2 separate regions of the Bos taurus genome follow, and region 2 is linked to region 1. A link is a contact called in public Hi-C data. All regions are on one chromosome and are shown on one strand. The core of a region is the stretch at or near the end of the contact, and the rest is flanking DNA. Distances in the headings are between cores, read along the strand shown.

The links. A called contact is a pair of places that touch in the nucleus more often than the background predicts.
Region 2: a Hi-C map of skeletal muscle shows a contact between it and region 1, with 5 times the contacts expected there. A contact is called at or near these places in 3 of 11 Hi-C or Micro-C datasets (liver, skeletal muscle and an unstated tissue).

Annotation. Positions count from the first base shown.
Region 1 is chr5:107,437,467-107,444,332 of ARS-UCD2.0, forward strand. It overlaps NINJ2 (ninjurin 2), which reads right to left. Exons shown (of 4, transcript NM_001428269.1): 2 at 555-693. Among named protein-coding and RNA genes, the nearest start is that of TRNAE-CUC, 42 kb to the right of the region's middle.
Region 2 is chr5:107,731,723-107,738,588 of ARS-UCD2.0, forward strand. RAD52 (RAD52 homolog, DNA repair protein) reads right to left here and starts at 2,679. Exons shown (of 11, transcript NM_001024525.1): 1 at 2,616-2,679.

The DNA.
Region 1 (6,866 bases), core at 1,160-3,659:
GGAGAAGAGGGAGAAGCAAATGATGGCCTGGGGGTGGGGAGATGACAGCCTGGAGCTTCCCCCACCACAGCCCCTCAGAGATCAGGAGTTGGTGGCCATTGTGCTGCAATGCCTTCTCCCTCACTGACCATGAGGGGTGTTCACGTGGTACTCAATAGAGCCAATTTTGGAAACTTACACTGGGTCTTCTCAGAGTGGGGAATGCACGCTCTAAGGAATGCTGCTACGAGTTAGTGAGCATGGTCACTTAGCAGGTATTGTACTGGCTACTAGATGGGATGCTAGGAGGTAGGTCAGGGTGCCTGCCTGCACTGTGTGGTTGTTACTTGGGCACTTGAAGGTGCACAGGGCTAACAGCAGGTTAGTGTAAGACTGTGCAAACGCACGGTGTGACAGGGAGGCATTTGGGACTTTTCTTCCCACCGACCCCCCGAGGCCAGCTCCAGGCCCGGGCTCCTCACCCATGACCACGAGGAGGATTCCGATGACCACCTGCAGGATCAGAGAGATGCTAAGGAGGGTGACGAGGGCGAAGTAGTTATAGGAGGACGGACCCCGATCTAGCACCGCTTTCAGCTGCACAGCGTTGGACATGAAGAGCGCCATGTCCAGCAAGCTCTCCGCCAGGCTCTTCTTGGTGGCATAACGGTTCAGGTTGACGAGCGGGCTGCTCCCTGGGCTGGGGCTCCCAGGCTGTTGGGGACAAAATACAGGCTTACCCAGGAGGCTCCAGAAGGGAAGCGGTTGAGAGGCTGGGAAGGGGTGTGCTAAGTTGCTTCAGTTGTGTCTGACTCTTTGTGACCCCATGGACCTAAGCCCCCCAGGATCCTCTGTCCATGGGATTGTCCAGGCAAGAATACTGGAATGGGTTGCTAATCCCTTCTCTAGGGGATCTTCTCAACCCAGGGATCGAACCTGAGTCTTCTGCATTGGCAGGTGGGTTCTTTACCACCTCTGTTTTCCCCTGAGAGGAGAGCATTGCAGAAGACAGGATGAGGAGTTCTGAGGCTGAGTGGACAAGGAAAAGGCCTCTCTCCTCCCAGAACGATGTGGGCCCCAAGGCGGGGTGCAGAGCGCCACAGATGGAACAGGAGCTTCGCACTCTTGGGTTCTGCTCCAACTTGACCTCGTGGGGACCCCTGCAGCCACAGCCTTGCTCGGGCACACACACCCCAGCTGTCACACCCAGCCCATTATACACACGTCTGTGAACATGCATGTATGTACACAGGAGTACAGGCCGGTCAAAAGAATTCATTTGTTTGTTATTACTTTTTAGCTAGAATTTATTGATGCATAATTTACATTTGATTTGCTTTTGAAACATTAAGATGAAGTTTTACTCTCAAGAAGCCACTTACTCTAAAAGAGAGGGTCACAAGCAGGGCTGTGGGGGCAGGGGGCAAACGGAATGCTGCAGGCAACCTGCAGTCTCTCGAAAGAACTGGGCGCGTTTTGAGGCGATTCATTTAGGATGGCGCTGGATATGGATGCACAGCCTAAAGAGGGCCCAGAGCCGGGGAGACATGTTGAAAGGTTCTGGTCCCGCAAGGCACCGTTGCCCCGTGTCCACGTGGTGGCGCTCGAGTCCGAAGGAGCAGCTTGGGCAGCTGGGGTGTGGGCGCTGGGGGGTGGGGTACAGTTTGGTGTTTCTCCCTGAGGAATCCACTGACAAGGCAGGGTTGGTGTGAAACCTGGCCTCACAAAGGCTAGGATGGGAGCCTGTTCCCAGGTCTGCTTCGGCTGACCTAAAACCCACCAAAGGTGTGAAACAGGGGTTGAAATGACCCAGTGCTGACTTGGGTGGGCCAGTCACCCTGCAAGGTGGGGACTGTGGTTAGAGGACAGACGGCTGAGAGACTCGGGGAGGCGGTGCCTAGCAAGGAGTCCCCATAACAGTCGTGTCTGACTCTTTGCGACCCCATGTACCAGGCTTCTCCACCCGTGGGATTTTCCAGGCAAGAGTACTGGAGTGGGTTGCCATTTCCTTCTCCAGGGGATCGTCCCGACCCAGGGATTGAACCCAGGTCTCCCGCATTGCCGGCAGATGCTTTACCCTCTGAGCCCCTGGGGAATCCCCAAAAGCAGGGGAAGGGTTTTCTTAAATTCTTCTGGACGATTTAGGTGCAGCCTTGCCCTGAGGCAGAGGGATGACTGAAATGACTAGAGGGGGCCCTCCCTATGGCCTGAGGATCCGATTGGATGAACCCCCGAATCCTGATGGATGCCCCTCTTTTGTTCACAGCCAGGAGCCCAGGAGCGACCCCCTCCCACCCTAGCCGCCCGCCCGGCCCCGCCAGAAGTGCGGCCGGTGGGCGGGGACGGCCGCAGGGCGCGCGCCTGCCTCGGGCGCTGGGCCTTTAATAAGGCCGGGCGTCCGGGAACAAAGGCCCGGCCTGCGCGCACCGGCCTGAGTCACTTCAGTTCCTCTGCCCGTGCCCGCGCCCTCCCCACCCGGCCCGGCCCCTCCTTGCCCCTCCTGCGCCCAGGGGTCTGAGGAGCCGGCGCGGTGGGCGCGGGCCGCCGATGGCCCTTGGAGTTGTCCGGCTCCTCTGGGCGGGGGCCGGGGCCTAGACGCCCCACCGCCCGCGCCACCCCGCCCCCCCCCGCCCCTGGGCCTCCCACTTTGGGCCTCAGTTTCCACACCCACAAACGGGGGGTTAATGCCATTCGAGAGGCGTCCGAGTGAGACGGAAAGAGATCTCCGAGCCTCGTTTTTCCCATCTGAGGTCGGTCTCACAGGGACCCCTGGCCCTCAGCGTCTGTCTCAGCCCCCCTCCGCCCTCACTGTTCCTCCAGGACAGCGGGGGGCGCGGGGGGGCCCAGACCCCAGGGTCCTCCTTAGAGATGCGCGGTCCCCAGCCTGCCCACCGCGCCGGCTGAGCACCCAGGCGGGCTCTGCTGACACGAAGTTGGGGCCCGGCGTTCTGGGCGGCAAGGCCACGTGGGTGGGGAGAGCGGGGGTGGCTGACCCCGCAGACCCCGCCCCGGGCCGCGGGCGCCTCACGCCGCCGGGCACAGCCGGGCGCGCGCTCTTCCTCGCCCTGCCCTCGGTCCGTTTCAGACTGCACTGTCCCCAGCCCGCTTGCCAAGTCCAGCTGCCCAGGCTGGTGTGGGTTCCAACCCTTGAAGCCGTGGACTGCGCTCCGTTGTTCCGCCAGACGGTTATTTATCCCTTCATCCTTGCTGGCCTGTACTTCTGTTTCTTGAGGAAACTTGGGTTGGATAGGGAAGGAATGCCTTTTTGAGCAGAAAAGTAAACACAGTTTTGCAGTTGTTTATTGTCCCATTTGAAAAGACCCTGATGCTGGGTGGGCTTCCCTCATAGCTCAGTTGGTAAACAATCTGCCTGCAATTCAGGAGACCTGGGGTCGATTCCTGGGTTGGGAAGATCTCCTGGAGAAGGAAATGGCAACCTACTCCAGTATTCTTGCCTAGAGAATCCCATGGACAGAGGAGCCTGGCAGGCTACAGTCCATGGGGTCGCAAGAGTCCGACACGACTTAGCAACTAAACCACCACCATCACCTGATATCACCTGATGCTGGGAAAGATTGAAGGTTGAAGAAGTGGAGGACAGAGGATGAGATGGATGGATGGCGTCACCAACTCGATGGACATGAGTTTGAGTAAACTCCAGGAGGTGGTGATGGACAGGGAGGCCTGGCGTGCTGCAGTCCATGGGGTCGCAAAGAGTCAGACACGACTGAGGGAGTGAACGGAACTGAACTTATAGACAGTAAGGTCGGTGGGGGCCGCCCGCTTCAAGAGATCGTTCTGCCCTTTCTTGGAAACGAGGTTACAGGGGTGTTCTCCCAAGGGGGTAAGTAACTGTCCTACCAAAAAGCCATGGGATGCCCTTCTCAGAGAGTTTAGGACCTGGAGCCCGCCCACTGGATGCAGGAGTGGGGGCCCTGAGAGGAGGAGAAGGCCTGGTGGGAAGGCCAGGAGAGGAGGATTTGTGACAGCTGGTGGGAACCACAGGAGGCAGGCCAGGTCCAAATCCCGCTTCTGTGACAAGCTCGGTATTCCCATCACCCAGCTCCCTTTCTCATCTGCGAGATGAGGGAGGCAGGATAGATGATTTCTTATGTCCCTTCCAAGCCAGGGCGGTCTAGGTGCGGGGAAGTCCCTCCTCTGAGTGGAGTCTCAGGGGCCGGGGATATACCCTCTAAGAGGCAGAGTCCAGGTGGCTGGGCACCAGGCCAGCGTCAGAGGCCCTGAGTCACTCACCCTAGGCAGCTCCAGGGCAGGGGTGACCCTCCATTGAGTCAGTCAGCCCTGAGAAAAGCCACATGGCAGTTTCCCTGTGGATCAGCTATAACACAGGGCGTCAGACACAACAGGCCCAGAGGAGCCATGGGCTGTTGGCCCCGTGTTGGCCTCAAGATGCCCGACTACCCAGAAAAGCCACCTGGCAGGAGATGGCAAAGAGCCAGGCTGGTTTCAAAAAGGGGAAAGGCGGATCCTAGCCCAGGAAGAGCGATTCGTTCAGGTGTGTGGATTGGGGCGACCTACTATGCCAACTCACCTTTAAGGAGGTGCTGTAAGGCAAGTGCAGAGAAGAAGAGAGCAAACCCGGCAGTCAGGCAAGAAAAGAGAAAATTATTAGAGGGAAAAGACAGGGTGACTGACTCTTAAGGAGAACCAGCGTCCTCCCTTTCTGACAGAGTCCTTCTTATACCCCACCAATGAGAAGTTCTCCAAAGGGACGGTCACGTAGCTGGAGGTCTGGAATCTGGTGGTCTCGCAGCTTTGAGAAGATAGGCACAGTGAGATAACAGGGTGCCATTTGGGCAATTTGGTCAGTCTCAAGGATCACTGTGATTTCCTCTTTGTTTGCAAGGTCGACATAATGAGCCATCTTAACAATGAGCCCCCATGCAGACCCTATCACCTGTGAGCTCTCAGCCTCTGTCAGGGTTAAGTGTGAAAAGGTGCCTGGGTCTGTCCTACTATGGGCTTGCACAGTAGGTCCCGGCAGTGGGGATGACAACAGTTTCCTCTTACAGATTACAGACCTTGTGCCTGACTCGGCTAAACACAGGACATGAGTCATCTTATCCAGTCCTCACACAGTCCCATGAAGTTGGTCAGGGCACCCTTAGGGGTCAGGGCACCCTTAGGTTGGTTGGTCGGTCAGTCGCTCAGTCGTGTCTGACTCTTTGCAACCCTGTGGACTGTAGCCTGCCAGGCTCCTTTGTCCCTGGGATTCTCCAGACTAGAATACTGGAGTAGATTGCCATTTCCTTCTTCAGGGTATCTTCCCGACCCAGGGATCAAACCTGTGATTACTGTAGTTGACAAGAATGGAGGCTCTCCGAGAGCCTGGGTAACCTGTTCAAGGTTTGGCAACACAGATTTTATGCCAGTTCTCTATTTGCCAGAGCCTGTAATTGTGACTCCTACACTTCAGCCTCCCAGAAGATAGACTCCCAGCCTCCAAGGAGTTTAGGATCTAAAGATAGACTCATGTGGCTGCAGATGAAAGAAGACCGAATGTACACTTGCTCAGGGGAGGAATAACACCCCTCCTGGGGCGACACTTGCCTTGGGCTCCTCTGGTCACAGCAGGCTGTGCCTTGAGCCCCTGCAGAAAGGGCCCAACACCCATAATCAAAAGGCTAGAGTTCACACTGCTAAGAGGTGACCCAGGAGGGGTTGGAGAGAATAGGGTTGACAGAGAAAGTTTCATCTGGATGTTTTGGGTTTTGACCCCTCTGAGTGTTTGAACTATCATAAAACAACAACAACAAAAATTAAAACACAGTATGCAAGACTTCTCTGGTGGTACAGTGGATAAGAATCTGCGTGCCAACGCAAGGGACATGGGTTCCATCCCAGATCTGGAAGATTCCACCTGCTTTGGAGCAACTGAAGCCCGTGGGCCACAACTCTTGAAGCCTGAGTGCCTAGAGCCTGTGCTCCGCAACAAGAGAAGCCACCGCAATGAGAAGCCCACGCACCGCAACAGAGTAGCCCCCTGCTCAATGCAACTGGAGACCCAGCACAACCAAAAGTAAATACAGTATTTTTAGAAAAAGAAGTATGGACCCCAGGAGGCCAATGATTAATATAAAGCAGAATTTATAATTCTGTCTCACCTGGGACCCAGCTTCTCCGTGTGTAAAATGAGAATAATAGACCCTGATTCGGAGAAGGCGATGGCACCCCACTCCGGTACTCTTGCCTGGAAAATCCCATGGACGGAGGAGCCTGGTAGGCTGCAGTCCATGGGGTCGCGAAGAGTCAGACACGACTGAGTGAATTCACTTTCACTTTTCACTTTCATGCATTGGAGAAGGCAATGGCAACCCACTCCAGTGTTCTTGCCTGGAGAATCCCAGGGACTGGAGAGCCTGGTGGGCTGCCGTGTACGGGGTCGCACAGAGTCGGACACGACTGAAGCGACTTAGCAGTAGCAGCAGCAGCAGGCCCTGGTTAGCTCAGAGGGCTGTTGAAAAGATCAATGAGATAATGTGGGTGAATGTGCTTTGAAGACTGAAGCCTTAGAGCAAGGAGATGAGAGGGAAGTCCCTCCCACACAGGCCCACACTCCCACCTGTGGGCGGAGAGGCATCTGAGTGGAGGATTCTGACATGGCCTGGCCCCGCCCACACTTCAAAATTCCCCTTTGTCATCTCAGCAGCCCCTCACACCCATCTTTGAAATGGTTCTGCACCCAAGGTGGGCTTCCCAGGTGGCCCCAGGGGTAAAGAACCCACCTGCCAATGCAGGAGATGTAAGAGACGTGGGTTCGATCCCTGGGTGGGGAAGATCCCTTGGTGGAGGGCATGGCAACCTACTCCAGTATCCTTGCTAAAGCCAATGGACAGAGGAGCCTGGCGGGCTTCAGTCCATGAGGC
Region 2 (6,866 bases), core at 1,429-3,928, 290 kb after region 1:
TTCACCTGGAAACGTTCCTTGTCATCAGTGAATAACTGCAGGAGAGCACAGTTGGAGTCTACATTACAACAGTCAGCAGAGGAAAACGACAGAGGCTCAACCTAAGTGACAGCCACAGATGACAAGCATGATGGATTCTGTATGTGCGTCACTGAGGCAGAGCTGACCAAGCTCAGTAATCAGTGAAGTGCTGACTATGAGGATAAAGACCAACAAGACTAGATACCAAAATTCTTTCTTTTATTTTCACTTATGTACATGCTGCTCTCATGCTTGTAAAACTTTTCTTAAATTTAGCAAGAGTAGAAAAACCATTATTTAAGAAGAAAAAAGATATCAAAATGTCCTCTCTTCCTTGAAACCTGACACACCTCACTACACTCGGAACAGAATGAATCCTAAATTCCCACAGCATTTAGACAGACATCACAGCACATGGGTTTCCAAGGTAGCTCAGCAATAAAGAACTGGCCTGCCAATGCAGGAGACGCAAGACACATGGGTTCCATCCCTGGGTCAGCAAGATCCCCTGGAGGAGGAAATAGCACCCCACTCCAGTATCCCTGTCTGAAGAATCCCATGGACAGGCGGCCTGGCGGGCCACAAAGAGTCAAACACGACTGCACGCAGCACAGGTAACACTATAATCCACGCTACTGCTGAGAACACAGGGGCCATATACTAACTACTGACTGGATCTCTAGGACTTAGCACAGTCCCTACCCTACTTGTAGAATAAAGAGAATGGTAGCTTTATTTTAGCTCTTCTCCACTTCAAAACTGCCAGGGCTTTATTAAAAATGAATACCATGAGTGGAAAAATGTTAGAAGCCACAGAAATTGAATAAATATCCCCACAGAGCTTTCTGAGTAATTAAACTGATCACAGAGTCCACTCTCACTGTTGGTGGTGATCTGTTCCACAGGTAATCTGAGCACTGACTGACCCTAGACCCAGCCACTGCTCCTGCAGAAGCACGGTTAGGTATCCGCCAGTGCGAGCCTCCAGTTGCTTCATTTCCATCAACCAGTCAGTACAAAGCCTTGCTTTGCATGTTTCAATTAAAGGCAGCCTATATAAGACACAGTGTTGGTTCCTTAACACTGAACTCACAGTGGACAGCACCTAACTCACACCTGAACAAAGCTCATCGGAAACACGCCTGCCTTTCTGCATCAACAAGTTTGGAGGACCTTCTAGACAGGGATGGACTTGGGAGGGCGTTATACTAAGTGAAGTAAGTCAGAGTGAGAACGATGAACACCGTGTGATGTCACTCACAGGTGGAACTGAAACAACACAACAAACTAGTCAACAAAAGAGAAGCGGACTCACTAGTGAGCTCAGCGGTGGTGCCAGTGCGGGAGGGAAGGATGGAGGGGCAGGGCAGGGGTAGTGGGAAAACGAGGGTTGTCACACAACCTTATGCGCACGATGTCGTGCGAGCGAAACTGGAAAATTGTAAAGAATTACAGAATTTAAAGAATCTTCCAATTTTTTAAAGATGTGCTAAAGAAACAGTGGAGTCACGAATAAAAAGCGTAAACTGTGGCCTGAAGGACAACGAGGCCGCTGGTTTACAGTCTGAAACAAGCTGGCAGAGGTGCGGCCTGCCGGACTTCGGCAGGGACAGCGCGAGGGTCACCCAGCACACCGGCCAGGCGCCCTGAGGGCTGGTTCTGTTCGGGGACCGGTCCGTGAACACACAAAACACGGAAGACGCGCTAGGTCTGCTCGGAGATGAGCTCCCCCGTCCCCCGGCTCTGCTACATCATCCGTCCGCTCGTGTCCAGCCCACCCGGTGCCCAACACTGGACGGCCGGCCTGGCGGCGTCTCCAGCGAGCCCCGCACACGAAGGCTGCTCTGCTCGTGACCGCCAAGGGTCCAGGAGTGCTGTACTGAGAACAGAAAACTGTACAAACCTTCCCGAAACAACCAGACCCGAGGCCGCCCAAACGCCTGACCCGGGCCCGGAGCTCCAGGTTGGGGGAGAATTTAGATTTCAGAAGTTTGTGCCTCGGTCTGTGAGTCCCCGGGAGGAACAGACCTTAAACGGGCTGGGAGACCAGAAAGCGCAAAAGCCCAAACGCCCATCAGTTAACGGAGAAAAAGCAAGGTCCCCCCTAGACGAAACGCCGCCCAGCGGCCGCGCACCGAAGAGCGCCGACCCGGGCCGGACCAGGTGAGCCGCGTCCGCTAACTAGCTCGCGGGGCTCTGGGCGACCCCCAGGCTCCGCACCAGCGGCGACCGCGGCCCGGCCCGGCGAACGCGCCGAAGCCACGCAGCCGGTCTCTTCAGACAGAGGGATTCCACCGTGTGTGGATTGCGGCTCGGTTGTTTGAAAGCGCCACAAGGGCTGACTACGCGCTGACCTGTCAAACTCCGCCGAAACCCCAACGCCTTCCGGGCCGCAGCCGCTTGCCGCCTGGGGCCCGTCGGCTGATCCGCCCTCGGTCCCCGCCCCGGGCATCACTGACCCCGCGGCCCCGGCCCTGGCTGCCCGCCCGCTCGCCCGGCCCGGCGCCCTCACGGCTTATCACACACCGCTGGACGCTGGACCGCTAAGCCGAGACCCGCGAGGCGAGCTCCCACCCGGCCGCGACTCCACTTACGCGCCTCAGCAGCGCAGAGCGGACAGAGGTCTGTCCAGACTGAACGCGCAGAAATTCCCTGGGGCACGGCCACTTGGAGAACCCTGGGAAGAAGGTCTGGGCGAGACCGCGAGGGAGGAAGGGCCCTAGACACGGCCGCGCAGAGGACTCTGGGAAGAAGCTTGGGCGAGACCACACCAGCGGAGGCGGTCCGAAAGCGCGGAAGGGCACTAGGCGCGATACTCAGAGGACCCTGAGGTCAAGGCGAGACCACGTGGGCGGAGGGCCTGAACGCGCCGAAAGGCGATAGGCACGGCCGCGCAGAGGATCCTGGGAAGAAGGTCTGGCAGAAACCGGTACAGTGGGGGTGACCTCAACACGCATAAGGGAGCTTCAACGGCCGCGCAGAGGACCCTGGGAAGAAGGTTTCGGAGACACCGCAACGGACGAGGAGGCCTGAAGGGCACGCAGAGGACCATGGGGAGAAGGTCTGGGCGACAACGCCCCGGGGCGGGGCGGCCCGAACCCGATCCTACTTAGGATGGCTGAGCAGAGGACTGTGGGAATGGAGTAGGTCTAACTGAACTCGCGCCGGACCACTGTGGGGCATAGGAAGAGGAGCCGCAAGTCAAGTCAGCAGATGGGAGCAGAGCCATCTGTTGAGAGCCATCAAGCAAGGTGGCAGTGCTACCCGGACCTCCGTGCCGGTCGCTCGGCTCCCGAATGCCCTGCGCCGCCGTGTCCTCTGCTGCCCCCTGGCGCCTTGCGAGCTCGCGGCACCGCCCTCTGCGCCCCAAGCCCAGCAAGGACTGCGCGGTTGCTTGGCGCCCCCGGTTCATCCAGGCTGCTGTGGTCATCAGAGCCCGGCAGGGACTGCAGGGGGACGGGCTCTCCGGAACACGCCCCCTGCCGCTGGGTCCCCAGGCCAATGGACTGGTTTCAAATTGGGAAAGGAGTACCTGAAGGCTGTATACTATCACCCTGCTTATTTAGCTTATATACAGAGTACATCATGTGAAATGCCAGGCTGGATGAATCACAAGCTGGAATCAAGATTTCTGGGAGAAACATCAACAACCTCAGATATGCAGGTGATATCACCCTTATGGCAGAATGACTTCCTTGGTGGCTCAGACGGTAAAAGTGTCTGCCTACAACGCTGGAGACCTGGGTTCGATCCCCGAGTCGGGAAGATCCCCTGGAGAAGGAAATTGCAACCCACTCCAGTACTCGTGCCTGGAAGATCCCATGGACGGAGAAGCCTAGTAGGCTGTTATCCATGGGGTCGCAAGGAGTCAGACACGACTGAGCGACTTCACTTGCTTCCTTATGGCAGAAAGCAAAGAGGAACTGAAGGGCCTCTTCGTGAAAGTGAAAGAGGAGAGTGAAAAAGCTGGCTTAAAACTCAACATTCAGAAAACGAAGATAATGGCATCCCATCCCATCACTTCATAGCAAACAGATGGGCAAACAATGGAAACAGTAACAGGTTTTATTTTCTTGGGCTCCAAAAGTCACTGCAGATGGTGACTGCACCCATGAAATTAAAGACACTTGCTCCTTGGAAGCTATGACCAACCTTGACAGCATATTCCAAAGCGGAGACATTACTTTGCAGACAAAGGTCCATCTAGTCAAAGCTATAGTTTTTCCAGTAGTCATGTATGGATGTGAGGGTTGGACCATAAAGAAGGCTGAGCACAAAAGAATTGATACTTTTGAACTGTGGTGTTGGAGAAGACTCTTGAGAGCCCCTTGGACAGCAAGGAGATCATACCAGTCCATCCTAAAGGAAATCAGTCCTGAATACTCTTTAGAAGGAATGATGCTGAAGCTGAAGCTCCAGTACTTTGGCCACCTGATGCAAAGAACTGACCCTTTAGAAAAGATCCTGATTCTGGGATCTTTTCTGGAATTGATGCTTTCAAACTGTGGTGCTGGAGAAGACTCTTGAGAGTCCCTTAGACTGAAAGGAGATCAATCCAGTCAATCCCAAAGGAAATCAGTCCTGAATATTTACTGGAAGGACTGATGCTGAAGCTCCAATACTTTGGCAACCTGATGTGAAGAGTCTACTCATTGGAAAAAACCCTGATGCTGGAAAAGGTTGAAGGCAAAAAGAGAAGGAGAGGGCAGAAGATGAGACGGTTAGATAGCATCACTGACTCAATAGACATACATTTGAATAAACTCCGGGAGATAGTGAAGGACAGGGGAGCCTGGCATGCTGCAGTCCGTGGGGTCACAAACAGTTGGACACGACCTCAATAACACATAAAACCCATACAATAACAACAATAACACATAAAAAATAGGCAGATTAATATCTGACCTCAGAATGAAGAAAAGCCTTCTAACTGTAAAAGCTGATAAATTAATCATAAAGTAAAAGATGAATAAATGTAGCTACCTATATTTAACTTTAGCTTCTGAAGAATAAACAAGAAAAAGGGGGAAATATTATTGACATGTATGATGAAGTGAATTCATATATTAAAAGTTTTAACAACTCAAGAAATTAGACAAATAAGTTGAGTGGCTATTTCGCAAAAGGAGAAAGATAATAAGTAGGAAAAAATGTTTAATAAAACAAAAAAGCATACATATTGAAATAAGTGCATAATTTCAACCATTTCTTTTTTACATTAGGAAATTAAAATGTTTTATAAAAATTTACATTAATACATTCTTAACTGAAAAACACAAATGATAAAAATTCATCTAGCATTTTACATTACCACTTGTATGAAAAACCAGAACTATTCTGAGAGTTGACCACTGTTATCTAATGATATATATAGTCTTTCTGACCTTGTATTTATGATCATACATTGAAATATTTTGTCTGATAATATGCAGCACAGATGATACTTTAATACTGCTGGTAAGAATATAAACTGATGCAGGCTTGCAGAAAAGCAATCTTGCAATACATATCAAAAACACCCTCTTATCCAGGAATTCAGCCTCTAGAACATGAGCCACTAAAGAAAATGTCAGGGATGTACACAAAGATTTCTTTATAAGAATATTCTATATAACATTATTTATACCTGAAAAATTACTGGACACAAAATGTTAACATTATGAAATCTGTTAAATAGGACACCCATTAAAAATCAGGTTTTAAAAAATACCTATTGACATGGAAAAAAAATGTTCAAGATCACTTTCTGTGGAAAAAGCAGGGCCTAAAACTATACACATATAACTGCTTGCCCACTCATTAGGATGGCTACTATGTAAAAAAAAAAAAAAAAAAAAAAACACCAAATGTTGAAAAGGATGTACAAAAATGGGAATACTGTGCACTACTGATAGGAATATAAAATGGTGCAAATACAATGGTAGGCCTTCAAAAAGTTATATAGAATTACCATATGACTTGACAATTCCACTTCTAGTTATATACCTAGAAGAACTGAAAGCGGAGTCTTCAAGAGGTATTTGCACATCCATGTCCATAGCAGCATTAGTCAAAAGACGGAAGCATCTCCTGTGTCTGTGTCATTGACAGATGATGGATAGACAAAGCGTGATGTGTATACACAATGGACTATGTTTCACAGCCTTAAAAAGGAAGCAAATTCTGACAAACGCTGGACAATATGGATGAACCTTGAGGCCATTATGAAGCCCATCAAAAGAGAGAGACACAGTATGATTGCACTTAGAGGACCGGAAGTAGTCAGAATCATAAAGACAGAAGTGGTTGCCAAGGTCTGGAGGGAGGGGGAAATGGATAGTTGCTGTTCAATGAATATTGACTTTCAATTTTGCAAGAGAAGAAGAGCTGGAGTTTAACTGTACAACCATGTGAGTGTCCATAACACTTCTGAGATGTACACTTGAAAATACTATGATGGTAAATATTATGTGTATCTTATTGCGGTTTCAAATTTTTTAATTAAAATATTTTTTAAAAAGCTGGCCTACAGTGAGGCATAGACTTGGATTACTGTGATACTGAATGGTTTGCCTTGGAAACGAACAGAGATCATTCTGTCGTTTTTGAGATTGCATCCAAGTACTGCATTTCGGACTCTTTTGTTGACCATGATGGCTACTCCATTTCTTCTAAGGGATTCCTGCCCACAGTAGTAGATATAATGGTCATCTGAGTTAAATTCACCCATTCCAGTCCATTTTAGTTCACTGATTCCTAGAATGTTGACGTTTACTCTTGCCATCTCCTGTTTGACCACTTCCAATTTGCCTTGATTCATGGACCTGACATTCCAGGTTCCTATGCAATATTGCTCTTTACAGCAT